Linked DNA regions of Mus musculus: region 1 is linked to region 2. A link is a contact called in public HiChIP or PLAC-seq data. All regions are on one chromosome and are shown on one strand. Each heading gives the region's core, a stretch centred on a gene start, on an enhancer-like site or on the middle of the called end of the contact. The rest is flanking DNA. Distances are from core to core; before and after follow the strand shown. Region 1 holds the start of Dach1 (dachshund family transcription factor 1). Region 2 overlaps Dach1 (dachshund family transcription factor 1).

Evidence for each region. HiChIP or PLAC-seq counts read pairs in DNA pulled down with a chosen protein or histone mark.
Region 1: an H3K27ac HiChIP or PLAC-seq map of embryonic brain shows a contact between it and region 2, with 7 times the contacts expected there. The contact joins the promoter of Dach1 here to the enhancer-like site in region 2. A contact is called at or near these places in 4 of 39 promoter capture datasets (cranial neural crest, neutrophils, pre-B cells and 1 more), 6 of 484 Hi-C or Micro-C datasets (cerebellum, erythroblasts, macrophages and 3 more), 9 of 115 datasets of contacts at active chromatin or transcription factors (a beta-TC-6 cell line, bone marrow-derived macrophages, a colorectal cancer cell line and 4 more) and 2 of 9 other capture datasets (adipose tissue and pancreatic islet).

Annotation. Positions count from the first base shown.
Region 1 is chr14:98,167,935-98,173,552 of GRCm38.p6, reverse strand. Dach1 (dachshund family transcription factor 1) reads left to right here and starts at 3,788. Exons shown (of 12, transcript NM_007826.3): 1 at 3,788-5,070. The coding sequence starts at 4,244. Gm33583 (a long non-coding RNA gene) reads right to left here and starts at 3,649. Exons shown (of 2, transcript XR_003951195.1): 1 at 3,587-3,649.
Region 2 is chr14:98,107,707-98,113,613 of GRCm38.p6, reverse strand. The region is part of intron 1 of Dach1 (dachshund family transcription factor 1); the gene reads left to right. Among named protein-coding and RNA genes, the nearest start is that of Dach1, 59 kb to the left of the region's middle. Within about 2 kb of position 4,648, at least 18 of the 459 cell types and tissues checked have an H3K27ac peak or open chromatin away from gene starts, as enhancers often do. A contact at or near this core is called in cerebellum and embryonic brain, where this site is marked.

The DNA.
Region 1 (5,618 bases), core at 2,539-5,038, 61 kb before region 2:
TGCTCCTGTTTCATTTAGAAATACCATAAAAAAACAACATACTCAAAAGCTTTCAGAACATTGTGAGATATTAAAAGAATGTATTCATATACACATTGCACTGTTACTCTATGTTTTCTTATGTTGCTAAAAAGAATTAAGTTTTTTTTTATTTTTATTTTTTTAAAGAAAAACACTATACCAGTTGCTATATTGAAACTCTGAGGAATGAAGACCTGACTTATCTTAGATCTGTCAATATTTGTATCTTTCTTACAATCTTCTTCTTTGCAGTCATTTACCAGAATTATAATGCAGCATGAATAAACCTAAAAAATGACTATTGATTACAGAGAAAGCTTTGTGAAATCATTTAGTCAGTTTCCCCACTTGAGAAATCACTGAATGCAACATGCCAATAGATAAGAACGGACGAGATGTAGTACAGTTCTGTGCCTCCCTGAGTTATTAAAAGGGTCAAAAACAAATCCCCACAGAATGCATCTTTTTATACTCAAATAAAATGATACTTACCAAATCCCAACTACAAATCCATCTTTTTACACATTTATTCTTCCCCTTTGAAACCACAGGTTGTGGAAGCATGTTTTTATGTGTCCCCATTTGCCACTGAGCCTTTTAACCAAATAGGATGCTCTCATCGCCCACTAAAGTGCCTGCTACCATTCAGGTAATCACCAGGTCTTTAGCTGCAACAGCTACTTTGTATTTTCTCACTGTCTCCTGCAAAGCTTGCAGCTCTTCTCCAAACTGCATTTTATACTGAGCTGAAGTCTGTATCCTGTGCCGATTTTTGTTAAGTAATAAATGATGAGACCATTCTTTTTATGAGTTCCCATTCTAATCGGGCTCCTCAAATGGGGAGAGGAGGGGGAGGGGAGGGGAGGGGCCAGAAGAGGGCAGAAGGAGGGAAGAAAATACCTTCCCTGAACTGTACAAGCTAAGCTTCAAACGATATCCTAAGAAAGAAATTAAAGACTTCTTAATTAGTGCAGCAATTAAGCTTTCTTGGTAGCATTTTAATCAGCATAGGCCCTATCAAAGGACAAACAGAACGATTTGCAGGTCTTTGAATTTTAAACAGTCTTATTGATTTCAGCACAATACGTCTCCACAAAACATAGGGAGAATTTTCTAATATCAGTTACAGTACTTTGAGTTTTGCTTATTCAAATTGAATGAAGGTTAGGAAAGAGTAGATGGATGGAGAGCATCTTAAAAACCAAGACCTGTAAAACAATAAACAGGACAAAAGCTTTCCATGCGAAAGATTCAATGGGGAATTTGAAATCTTTCTTAAGTTGATCTATGTGCTGTGTTAAACACGGTTTGACTTCTTCATCGCAGGAAAGAATTTCTCCAAGAATAGGAAAGAAAGAGATAAAAGCAGTATGCTTTTCCAGGCGTTCTCTTTCCGGTACATTTTATTTTGCAACCTTTGACTTTACAAACCCTATTGTTTGGAAGGAACAAGTGGTGGTTCCTTCAAAAGGTTCAGAAACCTGAGGTGGGGGGAGGGGAGGAGTCACATATAGGTACAGGGGCTTTGCTTCTAAGTGAAGCCCGTGCATGGAGCCCTTGTTTCCCTGCAGAACATTTGAAGTTGGCTGGAAGCAGGGTGGAATTATAGCTATGCATCACTGCTTCTCTTCCTGTTTGTTGCTTCTTCAGAGTGTGGCAGATTTTGGATGAGTGATAGTTTAAGGAAACATAAGAATGAGAATGGTAAGGTCAGGCTTTGCCCACTTATAACTGGCCGTTTCTATTTGTGGTACCAATAATTGAAACATTCCATAATTTACCATTTAAAAAGCACACTAGATTTTATTGAAGTTAGGAATGGCATTCACAAATAAATTAGTTTTTTTTTCTTTTAGAGTTTAGCACTTTCCACAGTGTTGTATTTCACAAATGCAGCAATTTGACATTTTAAAAATTGGCAATATTTCTAAAATATATTTTGATATTTGTGGTATATACTGAATCTATGCTTTTAGTTAAGAATAGGTTTGATGATTCAAAAATTATTAAACCTCACCTCATTATAACACACTGGGGCAAACAGCTGTGAAAGCTTCATCTATCTTTGTAGAAGTTTATATACTTTTATTCAATTTTTAAAAAATTCTTACACTGTAAGAAAGCCTTCCAATGCAAGTATTGTGCCTCAAAGTTTAGCATAAAAGAGTAATAAGACAATAGTGTCATATTTCACTTTAACGGATTCCTATATACTTAGACAATAAACTTCAGAGTTCAGTGGATTTAAAAAGATAAAGACAAAAGTGATAATTTCAATACCTAAATGGCAAAAATAACATCCTAACATTTCTCAAATCAACAAGCCTGTTATAATAGTTTATTTCTTAAATCTGTCATATGCTGCCTCCTCACATCTTATGAAATCTTTAGACATGTGTAGACAGGTTCAATGCCTAACTACTCCAGATTCCTAGAGATATAAGCAACAAACACACAGGACCTATGCTCAAATTCTATGCTGGTCAAACATCCCGGAAAAAACATCGCTGTGCAACAAGTTAGAGAAGACAGGAGGAGAAAATGAGTGTCTTACTCCCCTCATGCAGCCCCAAACCACTATTCCCTTCTGCCTTCTGTGTTTACAAGTCAACCAGGAGGCTTAGTTTCTATTTCATTCTTTACAAACACATTCTCACTGAGAAAGCAAAAACGAAGTTCCCAAAACATAGCAGGACTTTCCAAATATGAAAGGAACCCAATAATTATTGTGTGACTTAAATAACACACTTTCGACTCTCCTCGGGTACTGAAGGAGAAATGAGAGTTGATTACTGTGCAAGACCAGGTGAATTAATTAGAGTTTTGGGTAAGAAACATCAGTGTGTTTTTGTATTCTACTTTCTAATCTTCAAGGACAGCTGATCTCTTTAGAAATTTCTAGATAAAGAAGTCATCCCTGACCAATCTCTGGAGGTGAAAGGGAAGTTGTTTTAATCCACTGTATCCCTGTCTACTAGGATCAGGAGCACCCATTATTCTTAAGTGACTTTCTTCCCGCAGCTTGAAAACTCTTCTTTATCTTTATATAAACATTTTTGATATAGAAAAAAAACCCGTCAGATACACAAAATAGTCCACACTGCTTACATGTGAATTTTCCTATAATAATAATAATAATAATAATAATAATAATAATAATAATAATAATAATAATAATAATTGCCCAACAGTCATGAGCTGGGGATGTTTCCTTTTGTAACTGCTTGCACAAATGCCCCGCGCGCGCGTGTGTGTGTGTGTGTGTGTGTGTGTGTGTGAACCTAAATCCTTGAAGGTGAGCTGGCAGCGGCACCGCCGCTCTTTCAGTCATGAGGCGTTTGCTCAGAACCTTTTTGGGGTGGGTGGGTGGGTGGGAGCTAAGAGTCTTCTCCTTCAAAGCCACAGAGGAGGTGGCAGGGGATGTAACGGTAGCAGCGCGAGAGAAGTAGATGACCAGCTTTCTCTCCCTCTCTCTGAGCACCACTCTTGGGCCCCGGCTTTTCTAGGGCTTTCCTCCCACCCTTTTCCTCCGTACCCTCCCCCCCCACTCCCGTTTTCTACCCACCCCCTTTCCTCGGTCTCGCGCTCTTGGAGTCTGTGCTCCGAGTTCCTGGTTGGATAATTTGGGTTAATACTAGTGAGTGAGGTTTTCGCGGCTTCAAAGGGTATTTCAAGTATCCGGAGCTCCTCCCCTCCGCACCGTGTGACAACAACAACTCGTCCAGCCGGCAGCCTGCACTTTCAGCTCATTTTCTCTCTGTCATTCCCCTCTCAATCTTTGATCAATGTACTTGCCAGGGAGAACCCAAGTCCCTCAACCCTCCTCCTTTTCACCTTCATCCTTAACTTTGTGCTAGAGCGGGACCCACACACCACCAGCCGACCCTCCCCGCCCCACCCCCGCCTCTCCCCCCCCAAGAGCAGCCCGCGATCCCAGCCCCGAGAGAGGACTCGCATTTCGACTTGCGGGACACTTTTGTGCGTTTCTCTCTCGAGCGCCTCTCGCGCTCGCCCCTCCTGCGCTCGCTCTTTCTTAACCTCACCTCCTTTTTCTCCTCTTCTCTCCCTCTCTCCAACTAAGGTTCCTTCCTAGAGTGCTTGTTGTCTCTGCCCCCCCCCCCACCTCGATCCTTGTCCCCCTTTCTCCCCCTTCCCCTTTGGGGGGTGTGTGGCAACTTTTCCCCCTCGCTTCTCCTCCTTCTGTTTCCCCTTATATGTGACCATGGCAGTGCCGGCGGCTTTGATCCCTCCGACCCAGCTGGTCCCCCCTCAACCCCCGATCTCTACTTCTGCTTCCTCCTCGGGCACCACCACCTCCACCTCCTCGGCGACCTCGTCTCCGGCTCCATCCATCGGACCCCCGGCGTCGTCTGGGCCAACTCTGTTCCGGCCGGAGCCCATTGCCTCTTCTGCTTCTTCTTCAGCCGCGGCCACAGTCACCTCTCCTGGTGGCGGCGGCGGCGGCAGCGGAGGCGGCGGTGGCAGCGGCGGCAACGGAGGCGGCGGCGGGAGCAACTGCAACCCCAGCCTGGCGGCCGGGAGCAGCGGCGGCGGCGTTAGCGCTGGCGGCGGCGGCGCCTCCAGCACCCCCATCACCGCGAGCACCGGCAGCAGCAGCAGTAGCAGCAGCAGCAGCAGCAGTAGCAGCAGCAGCAGCAGTAGCAGCAGCAGCAGCAGTAGCAGCAGCAGCTGCGGCCCCCTCCCTGGGAAACCCGTGTACTCAACCCCGTCCCCAGTGGAAAACACCCCCCAGAATAATGAGTGCAAAATGGTGGATCTGAGAGGGGCCAAAGTGGCTTCCTTTACGGTGGAGGGCTGCGAGCTGATCTGCCTGCCCCAGGCTTTCGACCTGTTCCTGAAGCACTTGGTGGGGGGCTTGCACACCGTCTACACCAAGCTGAAGCGGTTGGAGATCACGCCGGTGGTGTGCAATGTGGAACAGGTTCGCATCCTGAGGGGACTGGGGGCCATCCAGCCCGGAGTGAACCGCTGCAAACTCATCTCCAGGAAGGACTTCGAGACCCTCTACAATGACTGCACCAACGCCAGGTAAAGAGCGGAGGGGAAACCTTCTGTCGCCCTGGTCCTTTCCCACCCTCCTCCTCGCCCTTCCCCTGCTCCCTTCCCGGCGCCGCCCGCTCAGCGCGTCCGCGAGCTGCGCGCCCTGGCGAGCACGGCCCTCTCCTGTCGGTCCCCGGGGCTAGTCTCCTTCGCCCGACCTCCTGGGCAAGTTCGCACTGCTCGCGGCCTGATCCGTGCCGGCCGGGTGTTCCTGATGCTTCCTAGGGCATTCGGGCTAGGCTGCCGCTGAGCTTGGGATGCAGAGTGGGGAACCAGAGGAAGGTGCCTTCCCAGGAGTCACAGCCCCTTCCCGGGCGCGCTGGTGACCTGCACCCGTTCCGGACACTACTGCCTGAGTGTGCACTCCTGGGACCTGGGTTCCTCCAAGAAGCCTCTGGGCACCTCTGGGATAGGAGGGAGGTCGTGACCCTGATCCTGCAGGGCTCCGAAGCTGAGGGATGCGCTCTGGGATAGGGGGGCTCCTCTAGTAAGAAAAGAGGGTGGGCTGGCAGCTGAGAGCGGCGCTGAGAAGTCAG
Region 2 (5,907 bases), core at 3,399-5,898:
TTAGCAAGTACCTCCTGGCTTGTTCTCATGCTTTTGTTGTTATATATAAGTCTAGCATTTTAAGACAGTTGTGAAGTCAACATGAAGTGTAACCTGTGTTGATAGAATGGAATAGTCCTGATATCACTTCTTGTTTCTTTTCTACAGAAAAGTAAGTTCCTTGGGTAAAATTTCTAAGTACCAGACATTTCTATCTTACCTTTCTTTCTATTCAGACCTGGCATCCACCCACCCGTGCTGTGGACTTGCCCTCTACTTCCTGTGTCCTGGGAGCCCATGATGTTATCCTTACCACATTTCCTCTTTGAAAATAGAAACTCATCTCAGTTTATGATCCCTAGATTCATCATCAGCTGATGGAGGAAAGTAAGTCATTCCAGTATGTGAATAAAAAAAGTATGTGGTTTTTGGAAGGGTTCCATCATTGAGAAGCCCATTCAGATAAATCACTATCATCATGAAGATTTTATGTCTGAGAAGGATGATGATAATATGTTAAGACACAAGAGGAATATGTGGGAGCAGGTAGGCCAGGAGTGTGGTTCAATACCACTGTGAGCTGATGTTCATCCTTGAGAAATATAACGAGGAAATTCTTTATAATCTGGTACACTGCTTAAATCATATGATTTTGTCAAAATGCCATTAGCAATTCTTAATATAATGCACATTTATTGCCCACATTTTTATAGTTAAGTGTTTTATTGAGAGGAATTACTAATGCTCACAAGACAAAAAACCATCAAAATGGAGAAAAAACATTTTTAATTATTTAAAATAAAGAAGAAATTATAAGGCTATTTCTCTTACAAGCTGAGAGGATTCCATGGCAACTAAATGTTACTGTTTAGTCCCAGGTTATCTCTCATATCAATGCTTCACAGGAGAAGGTAAAAAAGTATCCAGTGTTGTGAGTCATGATGTCTCACAAATTCCACTCAAGTCTCTTCTAAATGCTGTTGACCTCTGTGACTAAAGTCCTGTTCAATGTAAAACAATCTTGTTTAAAATTTCTTGGAATAGTTTCATGATTATAATTAATATATGATTTGAAAAATAGATCCCTTAGAAATTGTCCTAGATAATCCTATAATAAAAAAAAGTGATGAAAAAAAGAATATAAAACTTACTGAAAAATCAGGTTCACATTGCCATCACCTTTCTAATCTCAAGAATATTTAAAAATTACACACTTTGTGACATTGTTAGAAGAGAAAATTCAGATTGTTGTCCCTCCTATAGGGGAATGCCAGGGCCAGGAAGTAGGAATGGGTGGGTTGGGGAGCAGGGCAGGGGGAGGGTATGGGGGCTTAGGGGCTTAGGGGATATTATTTGAAATGTAAATGAAGAAAATATCTAATAAAAAATAAAATAAAAAAATAAAAATTTAAAAAAAGAAGAGAAAATTCTCCCACTAGGAATGATCGAATTTCTATCTAGTTAAAGACACAATTAAAAAAACAAACAAGAAACAACACACGTTTTCTGGAAATCTAGTGGTAAGCCAGGGTAATTCAGTATATTTCCATTCTGTATTTCTGACATTTACAAGAATGGGAGACAAAGCACAAATAAAACATTATGTGTTTTCCTCAAAAAACAAACCACAGCTGGTGGGTTTAATTTTATCTCTACCAGCCATGACAACAGCCTTTTTAAATATTGAATGTGTGGATTCAGGTTTCTACAAAACATTTGCCACATAAATTTCTTTAACCACTATTAATTATATATGAAGTATCAGAAGTGTCCTGGCCTACTTGTGGTGGTTTTTCAGATAGCAAATGAGGAATATTCTGCAGCCATTGAAACTATCTAATGCTTGTGACATCTTGTCCTCCAAATGAAATGGTAGTCTTGAAGACTCCTTCGTTCTGAGTCTTACTGCCCATTGGTGACTCTTGGACACAAATTCAAAGTGAGTTGTATTGACAATTGTGGGGCTCTGCAGCAGAACTTTTCCTGATGCGTGAAAGTCTGTTTATGTGGTTTGAGTCAATGGCCCTTCGCTACATATGGCTACTAAGCACATGAAATGGAGCAAATATAATTAGGAAATTACTAATCTAGCTGGCCATTTCTGTGTCATGCTCCATCACAGAAAAAGAATGTCAGTGTTCTTACGGTGACAACGTTAGCAAACAAAATAAAATTTCCTTGTGAATAAGGAAGATAGATTTTATATGGTTATAGCTCACAAAACTGTAAGGCTTTAGATATATCAAAAATCTCAAACAATACAGAGGATCAGAAGGAAGAGCAGAAAGAAACACCATGTCTAGTTTGCAGTGGGAGACAAAGGATTATGGGAGTAGGGATTCACACAACCATTCTTGGTACTTTAGCAGATAGAACTTCTTTATAATGACATTCCAGATGCTGGGAAATACAAGCAAAAAAAGGGCTTTGGAGAGTTGAAGACACCTCAGGCAGTTGTTGTTGAAATTTAGTTAAAGTCAAGACAGGGGCCTTGAGCATTGGCTGGGACCTAAAGAGCAGAGGCCAAGAATCTCAGGTAACATACAAGAATCTCTAAAGATGTTGAAGACAAAGTAGGAGAAAGTGAATTAGACTGAGAAAAAGGTAAGAGACCATGGTAATTAAGAAAGAGTTGGGCTTGGATCAAGAGTGTTATCTTCCCATTGCTCTTGTTATTCAAATTAGAATGCAGAAAAACAGATAGGAAAGTCAGTCAGTCCCCCTGCACACCTGTGTCCTTCCTGGCTCAGTGCCTAATTACATTTATAGTGATGAATTATGTAGAGCTTAGTCCTAAGCACAAACAGGTTGTAACTGTCACAAAATGCCCAAGTCTCTAACAGGCTTGGAGCTACCAAGGGTGGTTTTCAAGGAAGGTTATGTCAGGCCTGATTTCAACTTTAGTTGCATGGAACATGATTGGCTGACAAGGATGACTAGGAAATACAAATTTCCTAGTTTTTGTAAGTTGACTTAAGTTGTGTCACTGTTAGTTGTCAGAAATTTAAACCCTTTCCCACAAAATCATTGTCTACTAGTGTTAATTTATTTTTATTGTTTGCAATTAACTTTTGAATGAAAACGTTAGATACAATTTTTTTATTAGGTTTTTATTTCATTTACATTTCCAATGCTATCCCAAAGCTATCCCAATAGATACAATTTAAGGAGAAAATTTTAAGTGTAAAGGTGTGTGTGTTCAGGGTATTTTTTTCTCATGCATAGTGGTTATATGTTTTTAAACTGGAAATTTGAAACTTTATATGCACAGACAAGTGTCTGAACTTGGTGCTGTGTAAAATTATCATTTAAACTATACCTCAGTTTAAAATTGTAGATCTAATTATGAACATTCAAACACAGAGGATAGCTTTCAAATTCTCCAGTAACTAACTTTGTGAAACCAAACACATCTGAAATATGCATTTATATTTGTAAAACTTTGTCAGACTTTTAGGAGGTGTTTGTTAAGAGCAGTTGGGTAATGAAATTGCTAAACAGGATGTGAAGCACTCACATGGGATCTTGCACATCTTCATGGGATAAGAAACTGTAGATGGTTTCCACTTATTCATAAGTGTTTTCAGAGCGTAAGTGGGCATTTCATTCCTATAAATACTCTTCGCTGATGTATACATATTTAAAGAACATATTTTAGAATGTAAAAGGTAAACTCTAAATGTGTTCAGACACTGAAATTTTAACCAAAGTTTATTATCAAAAATGGTTTTAACATAAGTAGAAAACTTTCAAACTTCCTATATCCTCGATCGATATAAAACAAGGGAGACAGAAGAATGTGTTTGGTTCATCTGTTTGGTTAAATGTATACAATTAGGCGTTATAAGTCTCTTAATGTGGTTGTTGTTGTTGTTTTTAACTGTGTTTGGAGATTTGAGCGCATCTCAGCAGACCTCTGAGGATTGTAGCAGATGTAGATGCTGAGTCCATTTGTCCTTTACTGTGAAGACAATGCCACAGTTTTATATTCCTAGTTCATCTATTTCCATTGTTCCCCAAACTGTAACTCTCTTAGTCACTGGATCTTCTTAGTTTTACTCACTAGGATTCCCCTTCTAAGAATTTATGTATCTGTTATTTTTCTATTAGCGTAAATATCTTTTTCTTTCTTTTCTAGATGTGAGAGATGTGCATAACACATCACATTTTCTGGTTGCTGGCTACTTTTGCTAACTTTCTACTTGAATGTTGAAAACATTTTATAACTCTCTCAGTAATTTAACTTCTCCATAACAGATTCAATATGCCATATTTATATTAGCATATGAGTTAATACTGATTCAGACTGTTATTTAGCACATAAAAAAGCCAAGGCATTGAATAGATCTATGAATCTAGCTACTACTTGCTATTTAGATATGCATTGATATATTTTTGGAGTTCTTTTTTTTCCCCTCTCATGTTGATAGGGTAAATTTAAATCCATCCTAGAATATAAGAAAAATAAAGTATGGTGAATATTTTTTCTTAAAAGCAGACAATCTGAAAGGATTAAAATGCTTTAATCAGACAGGGGGAAAAAAAGGCTTTGGCCACTTGATTAGGGCTGATTTCCACCATCTGCTTGTACTTACTAAGGATCTAGCCCTGACTGAACACTAATTTGTGCACTTCCTAGAAATTGAAATCTCTCAGCAAGCAAATTAACAAGAGCAGGGCTTCAGCAATAATGCGGCTCCTCGGCTTTTGTTTCTCTCTGACAGATGGACAGGGTGCGCTCAAATTGAATTCAGCTTTAATTGCATTGTGCCATTTAAAATTTTATCTGCTCCACAGATTTTGTTTACAGGTTTCAGGATTCCAAACCTTTGGAAGTCCTTTTTTTTCCCTCTCCCTTTCTTTTCTTTTCTTTCTTTCTTTTCTTTTTTCTTTCTTTCTTTTTTTTCTTTTTTCAGAATTGGGTGAGATAAAGAACATTGTAATTCTATGTGACTGGGAGGTGTTCATTACAACTCTTTGCCCTGAAAGGTGGAACCTTAAGAAAAAGAATTATGTTTTAAAGTCTGGGACAAACGGGAAATAATTCAAAGTTTGCGTATGTTCAAATATTGGCACCTCCTAAGTCAAAGTAATCAGAAACGCTCTGGTTTGTATCTCAATAAGAAAGTGATCTTTCTTGTTTCAATTAAAGCATTTCAAACTTTGCTTATCAGTAGATCACTTAGCGCTGTGAACTCCTGAATTCTAGCGATAAAGATGTATTTTGTAAATAAACCGTGATTAGAGTTACTTTTAGTTTCCGTTTGATTGACAGTTCTCAGATAGAGCTGACTTATATGAACTCCCCTTTAGAGCAAAGGTATAAAATACTAAATCATTTGGGCATGTCCTAAACAGTCCTCTGAAGCTCACACTGAAGATGCATTTGTTGCAAAATTGCTTGTCAATCTACAAGCATTTCCTCATAAATCTATGGCTTAGTAGGTACTAAACTCTGACATTCCTGGTGGCAAACAGGGATCCTGAAAGCTTAAATATACCATCATAAGATTTGATTTGCACCCTATTTATGTGAAGATTGAAGACGTTTTAGCATGTGAACACCTTCTCAGGAATGGCTGAATTTGGTTTACACGAAGTCAGATAAAATAGGCAGACAGCAGTGGGTAAGACATGATGGCATGTGGAAGAGGAAGAGGGTTTGGTTCTTAAGACTAAAGAAAAATTAGTTTCCTTATCCATACATTACATTCACGTTATGTGCACAAGAAACCTCCTTAACATGTCTTATTTATTATAAATTATAATTTGTATTTGTTTATATATAGTATTATTCTTCTTAAGAACAACTTGTTAGTGGGGGTATTGGCAGTGTCTCTGGGGCTTCAGTTAGGCCTGTGTATATATGGACTATTTTTCAAAGGGAACCTTAATTTATAATCAGTAATTACAATGACATAATAATGA